Regions from separate parts of the Mus musculus genome. Here region 1 is linked to region 2. The links are chromatin contacts, called in public HiChIP or PLAC-seq maps. All regions are on one chromosome and are shown on one strand. Each heading gives the region's core, a stretch centred on a gene start, on an enhancer-like site or on the middle of the called end of the contact. The rest is flanking DNA. Distances are from core to core; before and after follow the strand shown.

What was found. HiChIP or PLAC-seq counts read pairs in DNA pulled down with a chosen protein or histone mark.
Region 1: a contact with region 2 is called in an H3K27ac HiChIP or PLAC-seq map of the NIH/3T3 cell line, with 6 times the contacts expected there. The contact joins two enhancer-like sites. A contact is called at or near these places in 11 of 484 Hi-C or Micro-C datasets (the AML12 cell line, the N1E-115 cell line, adipose-derived mesenchymal stem cells and 6 more) and 5 of 115 datasets of contacts at active chromatin or transcription factors (the NIH/3T3 cell line, acute myeloid leukemia, bone marrow-derived dendritic cells and 2 more).

What each region holds. Positions count from the first base shown.
Region 1 is chr1:138,325,301-138,331,563 of GRCm38.p6, forward strand. No RefSeq gene overlaps it. Among named protein-coding and RNA genes, the nearest start is that of Atp6v1g3, 55 kb to the left of the region's middle. Within about 2 kb of position 4,246, at least 73 of the 459 cell types and tissues checked have an H3K27ac peak or open chromatin away from gene starts, as enhancers often do. A contact at or near this core is called in the N1E-115 cell line, the NIH/3T3 cell line, embryonic fibroblasts and 1 more, where this site is marked.
Region 2 is chr1:138,532,868-138,538,640 of GRCm38.p6, forward strand. Nek7 (NIMA (never in mitosis gene a)-related expressed kinase 7) reads right to left here. Exons shown (of 10, transcript NM_021605.4): 4 at 1,497-1,559. Among named protein-coding and RNA genes, the nearest start is that of Nek7, 84 kb to the right of the region's middle. Within about 2 kb of position 3,489, at least 53 of the 459 cell types and tissues checked have an H3K27ac peak or open chromatin away from gene starts, as enhancers often do. A contact at or near this core is called in the N1E-115 cell line, the NIH/3T3 cell line, embryonic fibroblasts and 1 more, where this site is marked.

The sequences.
Region 1 (6,263 bases), core at 2,996-5,495, 210 kb before region 2:
GAACATGATCTTCCCCTGTTTCATATTGACACATTTCCCCGGTGCCCTGCTGTGCTAGGAAAGCCTTCTGCAATCAGTTCATTAGAATTTGTTCTCAATTCATTACCGTTCTACAATACAGGCACACATGAAATTAAGCTAAGCATAGTTAGAGCTGAACCAATGTTAATTGCAATCTCCTTTCAAATTATCAACTTTTTAGTATTTCTATTATGCAATCAAGCAAATACATTTTTATTAAAAACAATAAGGGGAAAATTGACCGTTTTTGATGGAAAAAATTTAAAAACTACTATATGACTAAGGAAGAACCAGGCAAAGCCAGGACACATCCAGGCTGAAGTGACTTGATGCCCATGCAGATACTGGTTGGCACCAATTGTACTTGTGGCAGATTTGCCACCTCTGATGGGGGCTGGGGCAATGGGTGCCATCATCTCTTGCTGTTTCCACCTATTTTATTTCATTGAGGTTTTTGTTTTTTGGTTTGTTTTTTTTGTTTGTTTGTTTGTTTGTTTGTTTTTTCTCTACTGCTGTGATACTAGTTCATTTATTCCACAAAGCAAGGGCTGTCCAGCACACGCTGCCAGGGGCTGCGCAATCTCCAGCTGTGGCAAGGTGAGTGACTTTTCTAGAAGCCAGAGCAGCACAAAAACAATCATGTGTTAAAATGCCCAGTGACTCTGATGCTGCTGCTGCTGGTGATGATGACGATGGCGGCGGTGGTAAGGATGATGATTCTGTTAATGTCCAGAGAAATTGCAAAGAGCCTGATACTTTCTGAAAAGCAGGAGGGGGAGGGGGGTACAAATTGACATAGCTTATGCCTCTGTTCCATAACATACACAAATGCCTGCCTGCTTGCTTGCTCAGAGCCTCCCCATCAAACTCCAGCGCTCTGTGTGCAGCTGTCTGTGCACACAATTCATTTGGCAGTGGCTGTCCTCTTCTGGCTCGGCCTCCCTACGCCTGACACTTACTGCAAAGGGAAGTTTTGTCACTAGTGGACTAAAGACTTCAGGAATGAGGGCTGCCAGGGTGAGGTTTGTGCCAGCAAAGTCAAGAGGCCACAGCACACAAAACCTGGGTGACAGAAAGTGACACCGGGTCAAAGGAGCATTCTTCTAACTGTGGTGGCAAATGTTTTCTGCCTTCTGGCTGCCAGCCCCTTTCAAAGCTAATTCCCAAAGGATTGTTTCCCTTTGTTTAGCTTCCCTGTGCAGTAAATTAATTCACGATTTGTTGTTATTAAAAAACCAAAACAGAGGGGGGAAAAAGTAACTTTCTCCAGTACTTAAAATAATGCCCACAGGAACCCACCCAATAAAATGGCCTGGAACAAAACACTCAGTTCAAAGCCAGAAACAATGGCAAAGCTGCAAGCTCTGCCCACAGCTACCTATATTGTGAGAGTGTGGGGAAATATGCAAACTGGCAAACAGGGTGTATGGTACTCCCTCTCTCTTGCTCTTTGTAGAACTCTTTGCCAAGGGCAAGGAACACTGCAGCAGCCAGCAGCAGCCAGGCAGGGCTGTCAGCGTGAGCCTCATCATTTCTGTCACCAAGCTTGAGCCACGAGGCACTGTGATTGCTTACCAATAAGGCCTGAAGAGCTCAAAGTGCAGGTAGATTAAGTCATAAATAGTTCAGTTTTAAGCCAGCTTTCCCATCCACGGAAATGTGAGTCTGGGGTAGGGAGGGGGAAGGAACAGATTTCATCAGAGGGTAGTCATGCTCAGAACATTTATAATGAGAAAGCTGCTTGTGACTAGATGAATGGTCCACAGGGCATAAACCAAAAATGTTACCTATCTTTCATCATATTACAACGTGTGCTAATTACTTGTTGCAAGTTATTTATAAAATACAAATTTGTACAGCTAACAATGTTTAAAAAACAATTAGCAAAGTGAACCAGCATGGATAAGAAAAAAATTTAAAAACTGGATCGTATAGGATTTGTTGTAACCAAAAACAAAGTCACTCCTATAATAAATCACCTGTCTGAATTTTTATCAACTCGACGGCAATTTTTATTCACAGTTTACTTACTAACAGTCTGTTTAGAGTTGCTTCATTAAAGCTAGGTTGTTGCCAAAAGTGGCAAACAGTTTTGCATTCTGTAGGGAACTGGGACTGTATGGGTTAAAAGGCTTGATTTAAACTTTGCATAAAGCATGTGTCTGTGGCAGACACCCTGAGTCACCTTGGGGTGTTTCTTCCTTTCGCCCCGTTTGCCCATTTCCCATCCTGTCTATTTTTCTTCCTGTCTCTTATCCAAGCCTGCAAAACTCCACCAGGAGGGAACGAGTGAGTGCAGTGCTGTGGAAGTTCTGAGACAGAATCAGCTCTGCCACTCACTGTAAAGCGGGACGCCAGAGCCATCTCAGTGTGGCCGGAAGTGGATTAACAGTGCCTTCAACTCCTCGGTGTATGAAGAAACAGAAAATATTGCCATATCCAGTTCTAAAATTACAACTATTCCACAGGCTGTGCCTTCATCAAAAACGCTTCTGTGTGTATTTTCCTCAACAACTGCAAATCCGTTTCTAGATATACGAGTCCAGTTTTTATGCAAGGATTGAGGGCAACCACGGTTGAAACAGTCAGACTTGAGGCTTGCTTGCTTGCGGAAATAAAGTATCTTTGCTATCTGTGAGTTGTGTTTTGCTGCTCAGTGAACAGTTTGGGCTTTGTATCTTCCTTCCCTAATACCCAAATACTGTTTCAGAAACACAAAGTAAGATGGCGCCCCTGCTCAGGTCTTATTTTCGCTTCCTCTAGTTTCTGCTGGGAAGAAGTTTGCTTCGTCTTAAGTTGCCACGTTGTCATTCGCCGTCCACAGTAGTTGGCTTTATCTGAGATACATTTGTCCTTATACTGGGAAAAAGCATCACTGTTTCTGATTGTGATTTGAGCTATGTTTCCAAGCTAAACTGTAATCAACAATTTCACTCAGTAGTGTGGTGTCCTATCAAAACATAAATATCAAATTAACTGTGAGTAGTAGCTCCAAACCAAACCGGATCAGCCAAGTGAACCTTTCAAACAACTCAGATAAGATTGGTTTTTGCAGCCGGATGGAGTATTAAAATTTTCTCCTTCGTTTGTGCGGACAATCCTATTTTGAACACTAGATGGCGATATGAACTCGCTGAATTTGGAACCCGACCAGCCTATCCATAATTTCAAAGAGAAAAAAAGATGAGGATTTTCCTTAACTGATTTGATAGTCTGACACGGGGTGTTAGGAAGTGGATTTATATGATGTAACAGCTATTTCATTAAGCTTCTGTGAGAAAGAACGCATCCTCTTCTGGCAGGAAAAACGCGTCTGCTTCTAAAACACCAGCCAGGGAAATCGGGAGGCTTCATACAGAGGGAGGAGAGGGGAATGGCAGATAGGCTTGCTGGCCAATTTGACTGCTTCAAAACTGACTTAAATATTTTTCTTGACTACTTGACAGTCAAAATGGTGAAGGCAGTTTGTTTGTGTCAACACAGGGTGTATTTTGTGTGCCACAAAGTGAATGTCTATATTGCTAGACTTCCTGCCTGCCTCTTTTGTAGCGTAGCTATTTGGTCAAGTTGGTTAGGGCAGTCTACTACTACTGAAACCACAGTCACTGTGGGAATAAGTTCTGCTCTGTGGGAAAGCCTGTCCTCGATTTTAGCCAGTCATTGGACAAGTGCCTGATCTATAGATACTCCTGTGCATGGAAGTCCAGATGATCAAAAAAGGAACATCTTTGCAGGAAGGGAAAACAAAACAAAACAAAACAAAACAAAACAAAACAAAACAAAACAGTAAGAATCGCATAGTACATATCCCATGAATGGCAAATCCTGTGTGTCACTTCTCTAGAAAGGACTCAAGTAAATACTTTAAAAACTCAACTCTCTTGATGAGCACAGCCATATTCTTTGTCCCTAGAACCAGGTATATTCTGCACACAACTGCTTCAAACTGAAAGAGAAAGGAGGGAAAAATAGTTGGAATCCCACCAACCTCACAACATAGTCACAAAGACCAACAGGCAAACAAACATCAAGGAGTGCGCTAACTACTGCAAGGAAGAGATTTACACCCAAACTGCAAAGGAAGTGAATAAGAGTCGGTGTTTAAGGCCAGTCACTGAATTAAGATTCAAGCAATGGCATGAAATCAGCTCTAAGGTATGTCCAAAGGCATTCCAGATGATAAAGTAACAGTCTAAGAAACCAACAAATTACAGAGTGGGTGTTTAAGAATACCTGTCCCCATGCCAGGAATGTGGTCTCTATGGTGGCACATGCCACGAGCTATGTGGATGAGAGGGGTGGTCAAAAGGCAATCAGTGATTTTTCCCTTAATCTAAAACGTGATGAAATCCAAATATAAAATAAGTGTCGATGGGTCCTCAGTAGCAGAATGAACTGGGAGAAATGAGTGAGTGTGTAGTGTCTTGTTCAGGAACCCTGAGCAGTCTCAGAGGTGCAGACCTCACAGTGTGTGCGGTACAAATGCTTCTCATTCACTGTGCTTTGTGCATGGCGACTTTCTTCCAAATCCCAGAGTGTGGACAGAGGAGTTGGGCATAGAAAACTCGGGTGAGCAGGGGTGGTGACAGGTCAGGCCAACCTGCCTTGTATCTTCTCACTAGTCTTTCCCCTCAAACACACAATTCAGAGCTAGTCAGGATATCATATAAATCCCTCCTGAAGTTCAGTGTACGAAAGACGGGAACTCCTCACAATTGTAATGGACAGCTAAAGCATTCACAACCAGCAGGATGTGTAGGAACCTTGATAGAGAAATGACATGTCTTGGATAGGATCCTAGAACAGGAGATGGGCGGGGGGACTATAGTTCAGAAGAAAAAGAATCTGAATGAACTTGATTGGATAACGCAGTGATGTCTATTCATTAGCTGTCCCAAGTGACGGGCGACACCATTAGATGTGGTATAGATGTAAACTCTCTGCACTACCTTTGAATTATTTTCTTTTTTGTAATATAAATAATACATAAATATGCTCTCTTGGTTTCACTGGTTGGCTTTGCTTGATTTTGAGATAGGATTTTGCTACGTATCCCTGACTGGCCGGGAAGTCATTATATGGACTGGTCTGGCCTCCAACTGGTAGATCTGAGACAGGAGTCTAGCAGATGGACACCAGCAGAGGTCTTGGGACAGGTGGAGTGAGAAGGACTGTGCTATCTGTTAGAGACCTGTTATATACAGGGATGTCATGAAAAGAGAGATGCAATATTAGTAATGATGATGATATTAGGTATAATTACAAATACAAAGGGCGAAAATGAATGAGTACTGTGACATTTAGTAGAATCTGGAATGTTGGTGTAAGCTAGTATTCTTCTGTAGAGAGAGCAAATATAGAAATAGATATCTTAAAAGTGTGTACAAGGGAATGTGTGTGCATGTCCACACCTACAAAAACTCCCTTACTCTGCCCAAAGAGACAGCAATGCTCTTGTAGCAGCAAAAACACCTTGCAGCTAGATCTTGGCCTTGGAACTCCAGCTGCGGAAACAGCAGATTCAAGGCTTGGCTCAAAGAGTGGAAAATAAGCCTGGGGTACTTGGTTTGGTTGGCAAATAAGAAAGTGCCTGGGAACTGTGGGGATGGGTGATAAGAATACAGAGAGCAGCCTGAAGAGGCTCCCACTGGTCACATCTGAGGCAATGACAATCTGAAATCATGAAGGCAGTGAATAGTAACCCACCCGACAAATAAAGAACTCACAAACTCACGCTGCTGTTAGCTAATTAAATGGAAGGGTTGCAGGTAAACAGGATATTTAGATTCTTGAATTATAGCCCCACAAAAATCACCATAAATCAGAGTGGGTTGAAGTTTGCTTCTTGCTTTACTTCATGTGTCAGTCATCAATACTGGTGAATCACGAGGCACGTTGATAGTATGAGTCCCGGTGGGATGCAATGAGAGGAAACCAGTGTCATCTCTTCACATTCTTGGCAAATATATGAAGCTGGAAGATAATTGTTTTGAGGACCCAATTCAGTCCTTCCGTGATCATGTGACAGTATATCCCTGCTTCCATCAGCTCTGAACACTTGAATGGCCCTAGACCTATCATCAGTGGCTCAGTCCCAAATTACTTCAGTGTGTGGCTTCTCCAAGAAAGGGGACACTCTAGTGGCCTACATTATTACTAAGTTAAATTATGCTCATTTTAATTTGAATTTTATCAGGTGGGGAAATGTTTATGACAAATATCCCACAAAATATAGAAATCAC
Region 2 (5,773 bases), core at 2,239-4,738:
AATAAATTTAATTTAGCAATGACAATTAATTCTTAAATTACAAATATTTTGACAGCCTATTTTATAGTCAATTTTTAAACACATAATTATTCCAAGTAAAACTAGATATGAATAATTTTATTTTAATGCTTTTATTAGATATAATAGTGTACATGAGATTTTTTTAAGTACTGCTGTGACTAGTAGGCATGTAAAGGCAATAAGTAAATGGTAGAACTGAATTATTAATTACTCAAAATTATATCCTTTAAAATGAGACTGACAAACAAAAACACTAAACTGTATGTATCGCCTTATACTACTTTCATACACGAGCTGTACATTTAAAGCTAGACTGCTTAAAACACAACTAACATTTACATACAGTGTCTAAATATAGTTTTTACATCAAGAAATATGAGCATAACTACATGGAACTTAACTATGTGAGTTGATTAAGATCATCCCTAAGGAAAAAATCTCACCTTGAAGAATAACATGCAGCAAGCCATAAATATTTACAAGTTTTATGTTCAAATTTTGAATAAGTTAACATGAGACATAAATTCTCAAAGAGAAATTCTCATGAATTATAGGTGGTTTTCTTTGTACTTAGAAGTTTTTCTTCCATGCTACCCCTAATAATGCTATTTCTATTTTTAAAAGCTGTGTGTGTGTGTGTGCGCGCGTGAGAGAGAGAGCTAAACACAAGCATGTGCACACATGTGAGTTTGTATGTGAGTTTGTATATATTGTGAGTGTGCAAGTGTGTATGTGTATGTGTGCATATGTACAAGTGGGTATGTGTATGTGAGTGTGTATGCGCCTGTGTATTTAAGAGTTACTTCAAGTGGAAAGAATAGAAAAACAAAGTTTTGAAATACTTTGGTTGAAACCGATACATTTTAAGAACATCCACAGATGAATAAAATAGCAAGTGTAGGCCATCATACTTGACTGAAAACAAATGAAAAATATAGCATAAGCTAGTCTATAAAAGAATACCAACAACAACAAAACACCGTGCAGGTGACTCGAACCTCACCACACTTAACAGGTAGATAAGAAACTAAAATTTAATTCCTAACACGTGCCCTCGATCCTTTGTCTAAGTCTGAAAAAACTACTTAGGAAATGTTTATAAACATGAAGCATCTGGGGTAGCCCAGGCTCTCAGTGTGACACATATTGACATGACAGCAATATGCACTGATATTACTTGAGCAGTAGAATAGGTTTGGATAGAATGCTCTACAAAATTTCTCCAGTGTTTAGGCCCATGCATCTTCTGACTTGAAAAAGTTGACTTTACATAATATTATGATTCAATTATTTTATCATAAATAAAAATCATAGTATCCAAAACACACATGCTCTAACTTATGCAGTGTTACTTAGAACCAGTGTGTCACCAAGTAAGCCTTAAAACGTGTTTTACTTGGAAATGTAACATTTTGATAAGTCATTTTATCAACCTCTTCAGAAATATTCAAAATAGCCTATAGATCATTATTTACCTTAAGGAGGTCTATTTCTTTGATACAATCAGCACGTGCTTTGGCATCCATTAAATCAAATATCTAAAAATGAAGTTTAGAATTATTTAGTAAAACAGTGACCTACATTTTTAGGCTAACATGTAAATTCTTTATAAGACTCCCTTTCTCTCTTCCCTCTACACACACACACACACACACACACACACACACACACACATATACATCTACATATGTATCCACACACTCACACAGATGCAAGCTTTATTTGCATTTATTTACTGTGAATGTCCAAAAGAACTTTATCTTATGTGAACACAAAACAACAAAAACCTTAGATGCTTTTCCTCCAAAGGCCAACAAACAGCAGAGTATATACTGGCACTCACATCTATTGCTCAAATAACCAGGATGAGGTGATGGTCAATAGAATACTACAATAATAAGCAATGTACATTGAACAGCTACCATATACTGAGTGTATTTCATGAACCATCTAATTCCCATCTAATCCTTACAAGGATAAGAATATTCCAGTGCTGTAGATGAAGAAAAGGATGCTTGTAAAACGACTGACAAAGGGTCAGGCAGCTCATCAGCGGGGCAAGCAGCATTTGTTGTTAATTATTTCAGTAGCAAACCCCCACTCTGCTGGTACAGACAGTTCTAATGGTCTGACCTGTATTCTTGCTGGGGGGCGGGGAGGCTGTAAAGCAAAAAGGGTGATGACTGGTCCTTTGACAACCAGGTGGAAATTTTATTATGTTAAATACTAAGTCCAGGTACATATAAATAGACATTCAGACACACTACATTTTTGGCATTACGTTTTCAAGAAAAGAGTGTGGCTCTTTGAGCTGCTATGATGCAGAAAAGGAGGACAGAAAACACAAAAACATATAACCAAAAGGATGTTCCTGTATCTTTGAAAATAAGAAATTTCAAGGCTCTAAAATGTAAAAAAACAATCTTTTTTTTTTTTCAAATCTTAGTTCTTATACTGCAAGCTGATTAAACTCATACAACACTATTTTAACGAATGACATTTTTAGTCAACAAGTTGAACTAAGTCCTACTACTTCAGTCAGGTAGATGTGTAGGTTGAAGTAGTGAGGGAATGCCAATCTTTGTACTTAGGGAAAGGATACTTCACACCTTCCATGTATATCAGAACAGCAGTCGCTAGAGGTTAAGAAGGGCTTGAGGGTGGGGGATGGGTAACAAGGGACAGTTACAGAACAGGTGTAGGTTCTGAGCATTCTAGAGCACACACTGTACGACAAAAACCATAGCATAATAACTGATTATGCATTTTAATTTAAGGAGGAATTAAGAGAGCTGCGTTTGTAGCTTCCCAACAACAACAAAAACAAATGACAGGAATTATGCTGGTCTGATAATCACATACTGCACACATGTAGTAAATTATCAATGTACACTATAAAGATTTATAATTATGTCCCAATTAAAAACAGTAAAAATCAAATTGAGAATCTTAATTTAAAATTTAAGACAAGTACAACATCCATAAACCTATTAGACTAAATAACTGAAGCCCGGCCCCTTCCGTCTACTGTAGTGACTCATACAGTTTTTACAGTAAACAGAGACGCTGGAGGAGCAACTGGCCGAGGGGAAAGGAGGCAGGCGAGTGGAAGGTGAGGGTTTTTGCCTGTTGTTAAATCACTGTCTATAGAGGTTAGAGGGAGAAGGGATGGATTGGCTATAAATGAGCACCAGAGTCAGGGATGAGAAGAAAGCAACCATGAGTAAAATGTATCCAGTGTCACCCTTCCTGAAGAAACAAGGAACCCTACACACTTAGTCGGAGGTAATTGTCAGCTGTAGTCTTAAACCAGTCTGGGATACATTACACCCTGTCATATTTATCTATCTCCAGATGAACACCAAGAGAGATGACTAATTCTCGCCTAATGATGAACACTGATACTGTTCTTAGAACTGCTGGTCACAGGGCTTGCGATAACTAAAGCTTCTTAGAAGAGTCAGTACTTTGGGTAATCATGGAATCCCTGTGGGGGAACAGCCCAAGAGAAAGAGAAAGGAGAGTGGCGGCCTCGATGGTTAAAAAAATCAAAGACTCACAGAGGCAGAGCCACAGATCTGAATAAGCAGCGCCTCTTAGACGGAAGACTGGCTTAATAATAAACGTCTGAGAGTGAGAAGCGCAAGTACCTTTGAAAATCACACACGCACACCTGGATGCATGCGGCATGGAAATAATAAATATTTACCTCAAATTATGTTTCAGCCAATTTAGAATTGTGAGTTGTTTTATTTTTAACTGACTTACTTTTTAACTGACTCTTCAACAATATCAAAAATTGCTCTTTAAACCCTGGGGAAAGATACTCAGTCCTGGTGCATTTAATGTGACAACGCTTTCTGAACCAAATAGATTTACAAATAGATTTAACTGGAAACGTGCGTCTTATCTTTCTTTAGTCAACATGTCAAGACAAAAGTAAAGGCTGAATCTTTGGAATAAGTCATTCCCAGCACGGAGTCAAAGCTGCCTGGTGATTTAATGAGCAAGGGAAGACAGGAAATAGAAAACGATATGGGGTTTTGTAAAAAGAAAAAGACATTTTACATAACACACGCGTACAGGAAGCATTTATTTATTTTCAAGCCAAAGTTTCTCTGGGCTTCAAAACTTATTTTATTCTTGGTTAAAGCAGAAGTTATTAGTTGGTCAAGTAGGTAATAGCTGATACATTCTTGGCATCCTCTGAATCATTTATAAAAGATTTTATCTGCCAGCTTCAAATTTTACCCAAATTACTCATCAAAAGTTAACATCAATTCATCTTCAAAAAAAGAATCATTCCTGTAACTTAGTAGAAACATCTCTAAAAACACATGTATTACACTGTTATGAAATCACACATAAAATGTAGTAAAGATGCATATACACACACACATACATGTGTACATTATATATATTCACTATATATATTTATATTTGTATTTATATTGAGCTAATATATACACATGTACACACATATACTTTAAATCTCCCACATACAAACTACCTCCTGGCCCCTCCTACTTTGAAGGATATGAATAAATGAATGGAGTAGCTTGTCCCTGCACTAAGTAGCCTTGTCTTCCGTGTGACAAATCCTCACTCCTCCTTCAGCCTTCACACCTAAGTACACCTCAACTCTTCTCCATGTTTTGCCCAATTATCCCTAATGTCAGGAGAAGGCTTCCACCCCTCTATTCAAGCAACCCAATGGCCAGCCAGAACCCTCAACCTTTACTGGGGGACCAGGCAGGGAGGGAAGGAGAATCTTAATCTGCCTTCTCCATAAGGTTCTACAGTGGTGGGTGGGAGGCACTGAGCACAGCGATTCTGAGACAAGCACCACCCCCCACCCCCCACCCCCCAGTGCTGGAAACCTCTCCAGTACCTGCTTCCCACTCATCAGCCTTCTCTCATCATGCTTACCAACTTGCCCAGACGAGACGTTCAGAGGCCGAGTTCCCTTCCCTGCTCAGGGATTCCATAAGGATCTGCCACATGATAGAGAGCACCTAGACACCTGGTTGTGTCCACAGTTCTCCCATAACTACTGAGAACTGACTCCAGGGGGTGCCCTCTAACAGGCTTCTCAGACAGGGGAGTCTGACTTTCAGTATATCAGAACCTTTTCTTGGGTTCTTTTGTTGTTTTTGTTTGCTTTGTTGTTGTTGCTGTTGTTTTTAGAGACAGGATTTCTCTGTGCAGTCCTGGCTATCCTGAATGCATGCTGTGGCCAGGCTGGCTTCTAATTCAGAGCTCTACCTGCCTATGCATCTGCCTCCTGAGTGCTGGGACTAAAGGTGTGTACCACTACCATCTGTCTAGGGTTTCTTTTAAATTACAAAACTGGAGAAAATATTTCATGAAACTGGAAACACTGCAAGCTTTAAGGATAAGGTTACTCTTTAGGATGCAGCCTTATGGAAGTACACAACTGTGGAGGTGTGCAGCTGTGTAGAGGTGTGCAGCTGTGTAGAGGTGTGCAGCTGTGTACAGATGTGCAGCTGTGTAGAGGTGTGCAGCTGTGTGGAGTTGTGCAGCTGTGTACAGGTGTGCAGCTGTGAAGAGGGATACAGCTGTGTACAGGTGTGCAGCTGTGTGGAGGTGTGCAGCTGTGTGGAGGTGTGCAGCTGTGTAGATATACACAGGAAGCTGTGACACTGGGTATAGAAGAACCTAAAATTTTAACTGTGAGGACCAGCAGAGTTTTAAGAAGCTTGTAGGAGCTAGAGTAACAGTTTCTCTCTGA